2 separate regions of the Sus scrofa genome follow, and region 1 is linked to region 2. The links are chromatin contacts, called in public Hi-C maps. All regions are on one chromosome and are shown on one strand. The core of a region is the stretch at or near the end of the contact, and the rest is flanking DNA. Distances in the headings are between cores, read along the strand shown. Region 1 holds the start of ZNHIT3 (zinc finger HIT domain-containing protein 3). Region 2 holds the start of LOC110256036.

Region 1 (7,127 bases), core at 2,738-5,237, 55 kb after region 2:
AGAACTCAAGACAAGTAGAGGGCAAAAGTCCCCCTCCCTGGCACCTGCCATGCGGTGAGTTAAGAGGTTTGTGCAAGCCCCAGCCCCACTGCCACTCCACATGGGATCCTTGGAGGTTTCTGGAGAATCTGGCTGGGAGGTCCCAATTTCTTTGCTCTCTCTTTGTTGTAGTTCTATGTGTAGGGAGACCTATGTGGATTTGCAAGCAGGAGGGGGTGTGAGAAAAGAAAAGTGTGAGGTTGGGGGTGGTAGGGTGTATTCATGAAACAACAGTGAATTTTAAGGTCTGTGCTCTCCCATCAGTTCTGCTGTAGATAAGGCAGTTATTCTCTCTCTGTTGTTGTTTGGCAGTTCTCCTTGGAGTCTAACTGGAAGGTCAGACTGTCATTGTCTGGAGTTGGGGAATGAATGTCATTTTACTATATGACTTGGGTCCACTCCACCAGAAGCTCAGGCCCCATCAGCAGCTTCACACCCTTTGATGTCTGAACAGCTTTCTCTTACACCAGAGGGTAAAGTGAGGGAAGCAGATGAGAATCTGGAAGTGGGTCTCTTTTAGATTTGCCGAGGGAGGAACATGCAAGGCCAAGTCAGTAAAGCAAGAGAGATTTATTAAGGCGTCCAAAACGAACGGGCTGAGCTCAAAATGATGCCAGCCCGGACTTTGAGGAGATGTTAGGCTTATAAAGATCTGTGGCACAAGTTTATGGCAGGAACAATGAAGAAGAAGGAAGGGGAGGTCAAGGGAGGGGGGGAGGGGTGGAGTCCCATAGGCCATTGTTTCTTGCCACCCAGCTTGAGCATCTCTTTCCCGGGAGAGGGTGTATATCTTGCACCAGACTGTAACCATGTCTGCAGCAGGTTTCCAAGGTGAACAGCCACATTGGGGGTTTGGGGGGGTGTCTGTCACCATCCTTCTGGGAACCTATCAGTCCCCTAAAGACCTGTCGTAGCCATCTTGAAGGGATAGAGGTGTCAGAGCTGCAGGAAGAAGCTGAGATTTATTACGGCTGCACAGAGAGCCCAACCTTATCAACCTCTGGCCTCAGATAAGGGCAACACACAGCCCAAGTGGGGCGTAATTAGATCCATCTGCCCGCTTCATCATGACCTCCAGGAAGGGGCAGGGCAGGGCAGGGGTGCGCCCTAGGTAGTACCCCAAAGCTCCCTTTCATCAGGCTGATGCGGGGTGGCTAGCTTCCAGCTAGATCTCCATTCCAGGGATTGCCGCGAGTCGGGGAAACGGGCACCACGGGAACTGTCTCTGGACAGCCAGTCACTTTTGGAGCCCTCAGCTCTCCTGACTTGGGCCTTGCTTTCATGGAGGAGACGTTCCTGCCTCTCGGATCGCCTGTCTCAGCCCCATGCTCTCGACACTCATTCCCGCCACTTGGCGATGTTCGCTGTGCGGACTTACTCTTTCCTACATGGGGGTGGTGAGGCAATTTTGCCTCTCAAGCAAAGTCGGAAGCTAGCTGTGCTCCAGTCCAGGGCCGGTGCGTGCTGAGCCAGGGCCAATCTGGACCTGGAGCGCCCTCTGGCGGTGCCGGGCGCCGAGCCCGCGGCTCCACGCACATCACCAGGCATTGGCGTTGGGCGCCGGTCTGGCCCTTCGCGAATGTGCTGGACAGCGCCTGCCGGCAGCAGAGCTCTGCAACAAATCTGCCTTGATTATTACTGCACTTCTCTGCAGGTCTGGCCTGAAGCCTCAGGCTGACGCTGCGAAGGCATGAGGCAGCCTTAGACAGTCTCTAAGAGGGTATGTTGGGGGTCCAGGGAGAGCCAGGCCATGCCAGTGTGGACATCTAGTTCCTGGGCCTGGAATCATACCTGCCTTTCCTTGAACTAGTCACTGCCTAGAGGAGCTGTACCACGCTTCCTTTGCCTCTTGGTTTCCCCAATCTCATTGTCATCACAGCAGAGCCACATTTTTCTCTGGACTTTGGAGCAGGAGGGGTGTGGCTGTCCATGGAGGCTGGGGGTCACTCAGAATAGAAAGAAGAAGGAGTATTTTTTACTGAATGCAATGTGCATGAGAGGAACTCTAGGAATTTTCTTTTTGCTGGAGTCACCATCTCTGGACCCAAAGGTAGGAAGTCAGCATGGTATGGATGTGGGTGAAGTCTAGTTAAGCCTTTGAAAATCATGGAGAATTCCATGTCCTTAGCCTCCAAAGACAACTCACAGGACAAGTCTGGGGTGGCCAAAGTGATGTCCATGATGGGAGAATTTGTACTGGTGCCAGACAGGGCATGGGATTCAAGTGTGGCCTGGACAAGTCACTGACCTCTGGCCTTCCCTATTAAGCCTGGACTGGAATACTGGAATACTTCTGGTTCAAACCAGCAGTGGTCACAACTGTTGAGCCATAAAAAGAACCCTGCAGGTTTTTTGGTCAGTGTGGAAACACTGGATTTTGGCCTGAGTTCTTTATCTTTTTTTTATGTCCTTGCCCACAGCATCTGGAAGTTCCCAGGTAGGGATTGAATCTGCAACACAGTAGCAGTGACAACCTCAGGTCCTTAACCTGCTGAGCCACAGGGGAACTCCTGGCCCAAGTTCTATTTGGAGGCTGGAGGCAGGGGCAGCTGCCTGCTGGGGCAGGTGGGCAGCCAGAGGGGCCAATACCACTTCAGCACTGATGACTGGACAGCGTTCTTGGGACAATCTGGCAAAGCAAAAGGAGCGATGGATATTCAGTCACTCAAGCCCAACCCCAGCACGGCCCACTGAGGCTGACAGCTGAACTCTTTTGGAGGGGCCTGAGCTCAAGGATCCTGGCCTCCAGGGACTTGGGGCCTGGAACCTGCTCACATGGGGTCAGGACCAGAGGTCCAGGAGAGATACAGACCCTCAATATCACATAAATAACCTTTGCAGCACTTCAGATCACAAAGCCTTTTTACAGTCTCCTCTCTGCCTCATGACAGCTCAGGAAAGTAAGCCTTAACATCTAACAGATGGGGGATCTGAGATCGGGTAGCCAGTCTCTCTAAGTCACATAGCCAGGGAGGGGTTTGAGCTAAGATTTGAATGGCTACCTTGTTTGTGGCAGATTCATCCCTGCAGACTGTGACTGTGGTGTGAGCGTATAGTACTGAGATCCTTAGGGCTGATGGGTCAACGAAAGGGGGAGACTTTGGGGGGGGTGACTTATGGCGCTAAGAGGGCACCACACATGTGGGGTGAAACCCTGGTTAGGCTGGGCAATGCTCAGGGCTTTGAGGAGGAGCAGGGCTCCCAATAAAATGTGACTTTGCTTCTAAAGCCTGAGGTGTCACTCAAAGCCCACCACAGTTCACCTGTCTGGGCCAGGATCCCCACCTTTGGCTCAGAGGCCACTCACTTGTTCCCTGGCCAATCAGTCCCACCCAGGGATTCTCCTTCCTGCCTTCTCTCTAAGCCTTAAGCTTCCAGAGACTGTGGCTGCTAATCCACGGTGTCCGCAGCCCCGCTTGGGGGCAGTGAAGTGCTCACAATTGGAGCTCAATAAATATTTGTCATTGGCCAAGCCTCAACTTCCTTTTCTGTGAGAAAAATGGCTGAGAAGGGCACATGTGTGTCACATGATCTGAATCAGGTTTGGACTCCTCATTTGCTAAAGATAAGCAAATGAGATGTGTGGGGAGAACCTAATACCTGTGCAAGATCGAGAAAGTCTAAGCCAGAAGATAAGGGACAATTAGTCCCACGTATATTATTTATTTATTTATTTAAGTAGATTTATTTAAAGTAGATTTATTTATTTATTCAAGTAGAGAGTGACCATGATTTGCTCCGAGTTCCGCGGCCGCGTAGGGACAGGGTCAAGGCTACATAACAAGTTATTTGACGACATGACCTAATCAAGGAAAACCTTCCCAGAGCTTACAGGGCGCGCGTCGAGTGCATCGACTTTCAACTTCTCATGCCTGGAACAATGAGCAGGATCAATCCACTGCTTTTGACTGCCAGTAAGTGCTGCGCGCTGATTGGTCCTGGTTAAGGAAACGGAAGGAAGGGCGTGGACTTGGGACCGCGCGAGAAGCCGGCGCGCCGCGAAAGGAGAGGTTTCCGGGAGAGACCATGGCGTCGCTCAATTGCAGAACCGCTGTCTGCGTTATCTGTTTGGAGAAGCCTAAGTACCGTTGCCCCGTCTGCCGTGTGCCCTAGTGAGTTCCGAGGGTCATGAGCCTGGGGGACCGGCTGCGGGCGGAGGAGGATCCGCGCGGCCTTCAGGGCTAACGTGGCCTGTTGCTTTGTTTTCACAGCTGTTCCGTGATCTGTTTCCGGAAGCACAAAGGTAAGCGCCCCGCTCCCTCGTGTGTGGCCGCCTCCACGTTCCGCAGCTGTCTCGGGGACTTGGGCTCCCGGGGCCCCATTCCCGGACTCGCAACTCTCGAACCTGGGAGACCCCGCCCCGGGGCGGGGTATACCTCTGCCTGTGAATGCCTCTTCAAATTTTGAGCAGTCAAAATCCTTTCCTCTGCCCTGACTTTCCTTCTCCGTACCATCCTCTTTTAAAAATAGTCGACTGCTTTTGCCACAAAAGTATGTCCTAGCTTAGGGTTCTGACACAGCTCCGCACCGTTTATCAGAAGCTGGCTAAGGTTAATGACATTTTCTTTCGTGTAAATAATATCTTGATAGAATCGTTGAAGTAGACCAGTTTACAATAAGGAGCAATATTTTTGGCTTCAGTGTTATCAAGTATACATTTTAAATCTCTTCAATCCGGCGCCTCTTCTCAGTCCTCGGGAACCCTTTCCCACGATCTCTTTCTCGGTGACTTTTCTGTTAAAACTTCCTCATTGGTGATTTGCCCCTAGCTTCATCCCCTCCAGTCTCTGGTTTACAGCTGTGTGTTTCGGACACCACCCTTCCCCTCCCCATCCCTGCTTTGTTTTTTTAACCCTAATATCTCTGGAGCATTTTCAAAACGAACCTTTCAGCTGAAGATAGGAAAGAAGAATTGCTTTGCTGAAATACAGTTGAGGGGCTGGCTGGGTCTGGAATGCTCCCCTCTGGTCCAGGAGCCCAGTGAGGCTCCTCCAAGAACACAGGGCAATCAGGAGCTCTTAAATCTGTGGTCTGGCTGCTTCCTGGGTAATTTTTCTGAAATGCACATTTCAGCAGTTCACTCCTTTGGAGAAAACTCCTGTGTTTCTGGCAGTGGTTCTTTTTTTAAAAAAATTGAAGTATAGTTGATTTACAGTGTTTTAAATGTACAATGTGGAGTTCCTGTCGTGGCACAGCGAAAATGAATCTGACTAGGAACCATGAGGTTGCAGGTTCGATCCCTGGCCTTGTTCAGTGGGTTAAGGATCTGGTGTTGCCATGAGCTGTAGTGTAGGTTGCAGACGCGGCTTGGATCCTGTGTTGCTGTGGCTGTGGCATAGGCCGGCAGCTGTAGCTCCAATTCAACCCCTAGGCTGGGACCCTCCATACATACATACATACATAAATAAATGTACAGCAAAGTAATTGTTATACATACATAAATGTATATGTGAAAAAAAATACGCTTCTTCAGTTCTTCTGCATTATAGGTCATTACGAGATGACTATCGTTGCCTATGACATGTATATATATATATACACACACACACACACATACACATGCATATATATATATATGGTTGTTCATCTGTCTTATATATAGTAGTATGTTTCTTTTAATCCCAAATTACTAATTTATTCTCCCCACCACCACCTTTTCCCTTTGGTAACTCCCAAGTTTGTTTTCTATGTCTGAGTCTCTTTCTGTTTTGTAAATAACTTCAGTTGTATCATTTTTTTTAGAGTCTACATATGAGTGACAAATATTTTTTAGAGTCTACATATTTGTCTTTCTGTGACCGACTTCATTTAGTATGATAATCTCTCAGTCCATCCATGTTGCTGCAATATTTCATTCTTTTATGGTTGAATAATATTCCTCTGTGTGTGTACACACACACACATATCTATATGTCACATAGTCTTTATCCATTCGTGTATTTATGAACATTGGCTTGGCTATTGTAATAATGTGGCTGTGAACATTGCTGTGCGTGTCGCTTTTCAAATTTGAGTTTTTGTCTTTTCCATATTTATGCCCGGGAGTAGGATTGCTGGATCATATGGTAACTCAATTTTTAGTTTTTTAAGGAATCTTCATATTGAACCAGTTTACATTCCTACCAACATTAATAAGAGGGGAGTTCCCACTGTGGCGCAGTGGAAACGAACCCAATTAGTATCCATGAGGATGAGGGTTTGATCCCTAGCCTTGCTCAGTGCGTTGCTGTGAGCTGTGGTGTAGGTCGCAGACGTGGCTCAGATCTGGCGTGGCTTGTGGCTGTGGCTGTGGCGTAGGCCAGCAGCTGTAGCTCATTCATCCCCTAGCCTGGGAATTTCCATTTGCCGCAGGTGCGGCCCTAAAAAAAAAAAAAAAGGGATTCCTTTTCTCCACACCCTGTCCAACATTTACTGTTTGTGGAGTTTTTGATGGTCATTCTGACCAGTGTGAGCTGATATCTCATTGTAGTTTTGATTTGCATTTCTCTAAAAATTCGCGATGTTGAGCATCTTTTCACGTGCCTGTTGGCCATCTGTGTGTCTTCTTTGGAGCAGTGTCTATTTAGGTCTTTGGCAGTGGTTCTTAACCTGGGTATTGCTTGCTCTAGGGAGACAGGCGGTCACCATGTTTTTTCCTCCCAGTAGCTGAGGAGGGGATGGTGGTACTTCTAGTGATTGGTGTTGACTCACATTAAGCAGCCTGTGGTGTGAGGTTATTCCACCTGATTAAAGACCTTTCCATCCTGAATACAGTAGTGTCCTTGCCGAGAGACACCGGTCTGGAGAAGAAAGACCTGTGTGTGGCATTCTTTTGCTCAGCTTCCTCCTCTTGTGCCCCAGCAATCTGCCAGGACCGCCCTGCCCAGTAGCTGCCAGTTGCTCATCACCATCTCCCTGTGCCTGTCTCTGCTCTTTGAAGGGTCAGATCCAACGGTGAACCTTTCCTTCTGCCCGGGATGCTCTCTCCACCTGGCAGCACCTTCCCCTCTTATCGCTGCACGCTCTCAGGTGACTTGGATCAGACTTTCCTTATTTTGTCCATATCTCTGTCATCTGTGAGACTAAACCCCCTCTAAGGTGGGTCTGAT
Region 2 (6,356 bases), core at 757-3,256:
ACCCCTAGCCTGGGCACTTCCAGATGCCACACATGCGACCCTAAAAAATAAGAAAAGAGAAAAGGAGTGTGACCTTGAGCAAAGGGGCTTCCTCTCCCTGGAGAGGCCAGCAGCTAAAGGTGTCTGTACTCTGGCAGCACCCAGAGCTGGGACCCGCTGCTGCCGATCCTTGCAGGGGACTCTGAGCTTGTGTCCACCGCAAGCAAGAAACCAAATGTGAAAATCCCCACAGTCCGGGAGCCGCTGTTCCAGTGGAAGTTGACAGTTCTAAAGGTCGCCAGCCGAATTAAACGCGACGAGGTGTAAAGTACTTAAACCAGGGCCTTGCGTAACAGATGAGGCCTGGGAATAGTGTTCTCGAAGGTAAACAGATCTGGGAGGTTACAAGGGGAAAGGTGTCTAATGTGAACCCAGGGGATGTGGCCAGCTACCGGCCTCCAGATCCTTCTCTGCCTGCACCCCAGGCTGTGAGCTGGACGGGCGTTCCCGCCCTGACGGTCCCGCTCCTCTTGAGTCTCTCAGTTTGTAAATAAAACCCTGGCATCGCGCCCCTTCAGACCGCACCCCCGAGACGGCAGCCAGGCGCTGCCTGAGGGCTCCCTTCCGCACGAGGTGGCTGGGATGATGGGTGGGAGCCCGGCTGCAGGAAGGGAGCCCTGGCACATCCAGCCTCAGGGAGGGGGGCTCGGGCCCAGACCAGGAGAGGAAGATAAAGCGATTTCCTTGGCACCAGCCTCTCCCAAGTCCCTGGAAAACAGTGGGGGGAAATCCATGGGCAGAAGGGCCTGTTCCAACGCCCTTCGGAAGCCAGCCCTCCCCACCGGGAGCCTGATAAACCAGAATCATCTATTCTGGAGGGAAACCCATTGACCAGCCCGCTAGCAGTTCCTGGAAGGTGTGGGCAGCTGGAGGGAGAGGGGGGATGGCCAGAGGGGGAAGGGGTGGTGGTCTCAGCCTCTGGGCCCTTCTTTGGTCCCCCCTTCTCCCTTGGCCTGTCTCCCTGGGGTAGGTGGGGTGCGGGTTAGGGTCATTAGACCTGGTAAACCAAATACACGACACCCAGTGCAATGTCAGTTTCAGATAAACAACACATGATCTTTCACTGTAAGCGCGCAGCTTGGAAGGGATGCACTTCTGTGTGTGTGTGTGTGAAAATGTAGTCGCCGTTTAGCCGCAACGCAAACGTACCTGGCAACCCTAGCTGGGTGCAGGCCAGGTCCTGGGGGAAGCCTGCAGCACATCCAGGACAGGAGAGGCCCACTGGCAATCAGCAGGTACGGAGCCTGTGCTGGAGAGCGGGGGACGTGGGCCCGTGAGACATCCCAGCCACTTGGGAAGAAGGAGGGGAAGGGCCAAGGAAGATGACATGGGAACCCCGTCCCCAGCCCAGTCCATCCCACAGCAGGAAAGCAGACACCCAGCCAGACCCCCCCCACACCAACAAGGCAGGGATGGGAGACAAACGGCAGCCTGGGCTTCCACTGGCCCCCTTGGTTCCTCCTGATGGCCTGGGTGATTCTAGGCCACGCTGGGCAAAGGTCAGACTGGGAAATCTGGCTGGGTGTTCTGTTCTGGGCATGGGTGGAGTGCTGGGGGGGGATGTCCCTGCGTGTCTGGCAGGGAGACGGCCCGTGGTGTGCGTGAGGGGGTGTGTCTCCCCCAGGGAGGAGCATCTCTGTAACCCCACCACGCAGGCCACTGACCCCAGAGGCAAACCAGCAAATGGCGCCTCTGGCTCCCACCCTCCGCCCACTAGTCCCTACCTCCATCCCCGAAAGCAGCCGGTGAAACGGGACCCCTGTCCCCAGCCCAGTCCATCCCACAGCAGGAAAGCGAACACCCAGACCCCTATACCCATCTGTAGGCCCCACGCATCCTTCAGTCCTCCCTCTCCTAGGGAAACTGCACAACTCAGATTGTGACTTGAGCCCATGAGCTGGGACCTTCACCCAGACTCAGACGTGAACCCATTGTTTTCAACTTTTTTTTTTTTTTTTTTTTTTTGGCTTTTGAGCGCTGCACCCATGGCATATGGAGGTTCCCAGGCTAAGGGTCGAATCAGAGCTGTAGCTGCCAGCCTGTGCCACAGCCACAGCAATGCCAGATCCAAGCTGCCTCTGCGACCTACACCACAGCTCACGGCAAGGCTGGATGCTTAATCCACTGAGATCCCGTGTTGTTGTGGCTGTGGTGTAGGCGGGCAGCTACAGCTCCAATCTGACCCCTAGCCTGGGAACTTCCATATGCTGCGGGTTTAGCCCTTTAAAAAGAAAAAAAAAGGAAAAGAAAAGAAAAATGACCAAAGTCCCCTCACTTATCTAGTCAGTAGGGAACAGGGACTCAAATCCATGTCTGTGCGGCTCTGGGGCCCCAGCTCACTGCCTGTGTTTTAGGTCTGGTCCTGCTGTACCTGAAGAGTCTGCTCTCCCATCAGGAGTCTTAGGGGATGAAGTTCCCGTCGTGGTGCAGTGGTTAACGAATCTGACTAGGAACCATGAGGTTGCAGGTTCGATCCCTGGCCTTGCTCAGTGGGTTAAGGATCCAGCGTTGCTGTGGCTCTGGCTAGATCCCTGGCCTGGGAACCTCCATGTGCCACGGGAGTGGCCCTAGAAAAGGCAAAAAGACAAAAAAAAAAAAAAAAAGAGTCTTAGGGGAAAGACACCGATGGGGATTTGCTCCCTGAATCCTCAGTCCCTGGCACAGAGGAAATAATACTGCAGCCAACACTTGGAATTTGAGTCCTCAGGCGGGAGCAGGGCTCTGAGGAAGGAATTGGCTTGTGACTTGTCTGTCCTGTCGCTCCCTCCAAAGGAAGCCCCTCCCTGGGTGCAGACCGGCCGGGACATGTCCTTGGTCCCTGGAGGAGATAATGCCTTTGTCCCTGTTCAGATAAATAAACAGAGCCACTAGACCTCGTGTGGTGCAAAGGTGCAGGAGCAGCGCCCCACCCACCGACGCAGGCCTGGCCTTCCTCTCAAGGTCACCAGGAGGAGCCTGAGGACAGTGAGGCCCAGTTTGCCAGAAGGGCCGAGCTTAGCCCATTTTGCAGGGGGGTAAAATGAGCCCCCCCCCCCCCCCCCAGCAGAGAAGCCACATCGCCATTCCTGCCAAATTACCTGCTTCCCTGCCTCTTCCCACCAGCCCCAACCCACATAGGGGCACAGAGCCTCAGGGTCACACGCCCCTGGGGTGCCATTCAAAATGCAGTCTCTGTACAGACACCCCCCGGAGCTGGGTGACACAGAAGCCTTTATACTTCCATGTGCACGTGTGCACGTCCACCACCACCACCCTCGACTCTGGGGCCCTCACAGGCCCTTCTGCTCTCCCCCCACCAACGCCCCCACTTCCCTTCCCCCCCACCCCTGTACTGTCAGATCAGAGCCACAGGAAGCAGGGCCAGCAAGTGTGCAAACTGAGAGCCAAGATGGGGAAGTTTATTTTCTAAGAATCATCTAAACACATGGGGAATATTTTTAGCCCCTGGCAACCTCCCAGATGCCAAATCTAAACAGGGGGCCAGTGGACCGTCCGTCCGTCAGGGATACAGAGCAGCACGTGGAGACAGGGTGGGACAGGGGGCTGCGGACCCCACCCTGCCCCTGGGTCAGAGGTCGGCTCCCTCTGATGACTGTCAAAGGAGAAAGCTGGCCGTGGAGCTGAGGAGGTGCAGAGAAGTGACCCCAGGTTCTGCCAGGCCCCAGAGCCCCTCTCTGGGTCTCGGCATCCTCATCCGTGCAACGAGAGAAACACCACCCTTATAGGATGGCCCCAGCGGGCACTCAACAACTGTGCATCATGGGACCTCAGAGAAGTCAGGAGGTGGCCCAGACCCTCAGCCATGGAGACTTCCCCAGGCCTGGCCAACTGCATGTGTGTACCCATTGCGGGCCCAATGCAGGAACCCAAGGGGTGTCAGAAGCGAATGGAAGTAGGAATGGGGGGAGTTCCCCTGGCGGTGCAGCAGGTAAAGGATCTGAGGTTGCAACTGCTGTGGACTGAGCTGAGTCAGGAGCCAGGTGGGGTGGGGCCCAAGGAGCTTAGAGCACCTGCTCCAGAGAGGTGGGTCTGTGTCGGGGGGCGGAATGGAAAGGATGAAATTCCTCAGAAGAGCAGGCTCTCAGAAACACAGCCCATCAGCCTTGCCCTCCAGGGTGCTGGGGCCAATTCCAGGGGTGTGACTGCCCGCTCCCGCTCAGCTCCTGCTCACGGGGTGACCTGCCAGCAGTGACCTTGCTGAGTTGTGCTAACAGCATCTGCACCAAGCCTCCAGGGGAGGGGAGGGCAGGCGGAATGCTGGGAGGAGGTCTGAGCCCTGGGCCCTGGACAAGCTGTGCCCATTCTGGCCCCCACTGGCCAGGTTCATTACCATGGGGTCAGAGGGATGGGGGAGGGTCGTGCGCCTTCTCCCTGGAGTTGTGGCGGCCAAGGTCTCCTCATCTCCAGCCAAGAGCTGGGATTTCCTGATTCTGCTGCCCCATTACTCACAGAATGTTACCTTGAGGGCAGCGGTGGGGACAGGGGTTGGGTGGAGTTGGGGGGGGGGCGTTCAAGATTCTGTGAGCCCCAAGCCTGGGAGGGGGAGGGGCTGGGGGCAGCCTAGATCTTAGATCCTCCCCCCAGGCTGCGTGGGAACCAACCGAAGAGAACAGGTTCTGGTCCACACAACCCCCTGCTGACACAAGCTGCCTGCTATTGCTATAGCAACGGGAATATCACCACCACCCCCCAACCCCCACGGCTGGCTGTGTGGTCACCAGGAAAGGGAGGGGGTGCTTATTCTTTGTCACAGAGGAAAAAGGGAGAGGGAGGCCTACGGGGGCGGGGGGGGGGGACACAGCCCTTCTCCCTCCCCCCAGGCTTAGCTGGGGCGGTCAGGGACTCAGAGGGAATCGGAGTGGGGGAAGGCTTTGGGGTCACCTCCTCCAACCAGCTCCCCTCCACAGACCCAACTGCAAGCCAGGGCTTCCCCTAGCCTGGTTCCCCATCTTCCTGTGGGAAGCTCATCACCTCCAGACGAGAAGCCTGTTAGGAGGCCCAGCTTCACCCGGCAAGGCCAGTTCTTGGCTTCCGCCCCGCTTCTCACACTTCTCCGAAACCCATCTCATGTTCCTCCCCAAATCCAGCCCTGTCCTGAACAGTGAGGTCTCAGAGCCTGGGGCCCCTCAACCCCTGGCTCCCAGGACCCAGGACCAACCTGTGAGACCCTTATTTCTTTCTCCCCTGGTTTTCTGGACCCTCCTCTCCGGATCTGCAGCCTCCGAGTCTCACTCCCTCTTTGGGCCCCAGGAAGGAAAAAACCACTGGAGACAGATCTTGGGGTAGGGAGGGGTGCCTTCATTGGCGCCCTTAAGGGCCAAAGACCCTAGGATTCACCAGCCAGCACCCCCGCTACTGCAGCTGGCTCCTAACTGCTCCCCCTGCTTCTCACCCCTGCAGCCCCTGCGCCAACCCCCCCTTCCTCCTCCCCAACTCCCTCCCTCCACTCCCTCCTTTCTCTTCCCCCCTCCCCTCCCTCCCCCCTCCTCCCCCTCCCCTCCCCTCCCCTCCCTGCTTGAACACTTGCTGGCCTCCAGATGGCCTCCCTTTCCAGCTTCCTTCAAGTCTTCCCTCTGCCCCTTCCCACCCGCAGACCACCTTATCTTGCCGAATTAGCTTTCTTTGAGCTTCCTGCCTTCTGAGACCTTGTACCATGTGTCCGTTTTATTTATAGTGTCTTCCCCTAGACTGTGCACTCCAGGAGGACCCGCATTTCAGTGTATCTCATTCCCTGCCGCAGCCCCAGTGCGGAGAACACAGATGCTCAAGAAATCCTGGGGCAAATAAATGAACCCCGCCGCCCACGCTGCCTAGGCCGCCCCCACACACGACCTGCCCTCTCCACTCCCTGGTACCCGGCAGAAAGCGCTGGCTGGGTCTCAGCTGGCTTGGCTGCAGCCTCACAGCACGGCCTCCACCCAGCCTCCAACCAGCCTCCTCTTCTTCTGGGCTGCCGCCTCCCCCCCTTATATAATGAACAGGCTGCCCTGGAACTTGTCCAGCTCTCGCTGTCTCGGTTCCCTTCCCCACCTCTCCAACCGGGATGTCCACAGCGAACTGACAAAGGCGGGAGGGGTGCCCTGGGATCCCTGCTAGAAGAATCTCCAGGCCCTAAGGCCCCTCCCCTGGCACGGAGTTGAGGCAAACAGGGCAGCGGGAGTTGTGAGAACCAAAAACAGACATGAGAAAGGTTTCTGCAAAAATATATCTAATAATATTTTGGGGGAGAATATTTATTCTTCCATAAAATATCCAAAAATATTTTAATCATCATCAAAGTGCAACCTGGGAAGCCTGAGGGACAGAGGCCCCAGCCC

The links. Hi-C and Micro-C count contacts between places; a contact is called where the count stands out from the background.
Region 1: a contact with region 2 is called in a Hi-C map of liver, with 2.6 times the contacts expected there. The contact joins the promoter of ZNHIT3 here to the promoter of LOC110256036 in region 2. A contact is called at or near these places in 2 of 47 Hi-C or Micro-C datasets (embryonic fibroblasts and liver).

The regions. Positions count from the first base shown.
Region 1 is chr12:38,009,944-38,017,070 of Sscrofa11.1, forward strand. It overlaps ZNHIT3 (zinc finger HIT domain-containing protein 3), which reads left to right and starts at 3,988. Exons shown (of 6, transcript XR_306538.3): 1 at 3,988-4,151; 2 at 4,251-4,282.
Region 2 is chr12:37,956,707-37,963,062 of Sscrofa11.1, forward strand. LOC110256036 reads right to left here and starts at 2,007. Exons shown (of 2, transcript XM_021067307.1): 1 at 1,189-2,007. The coding sequence starts at 1,769. LOC110256037 (a long non-coding RNA gene) reads left to right here. Exons shown (of 2, transcript XR_002337205.1): 2 at 5,714-6,288. It overlaps CA4 (carbonic anhydrase 4), which reads right to left. Exons shown (of 8, transcript NM_001243920.1): 8 at 6,245-6,356.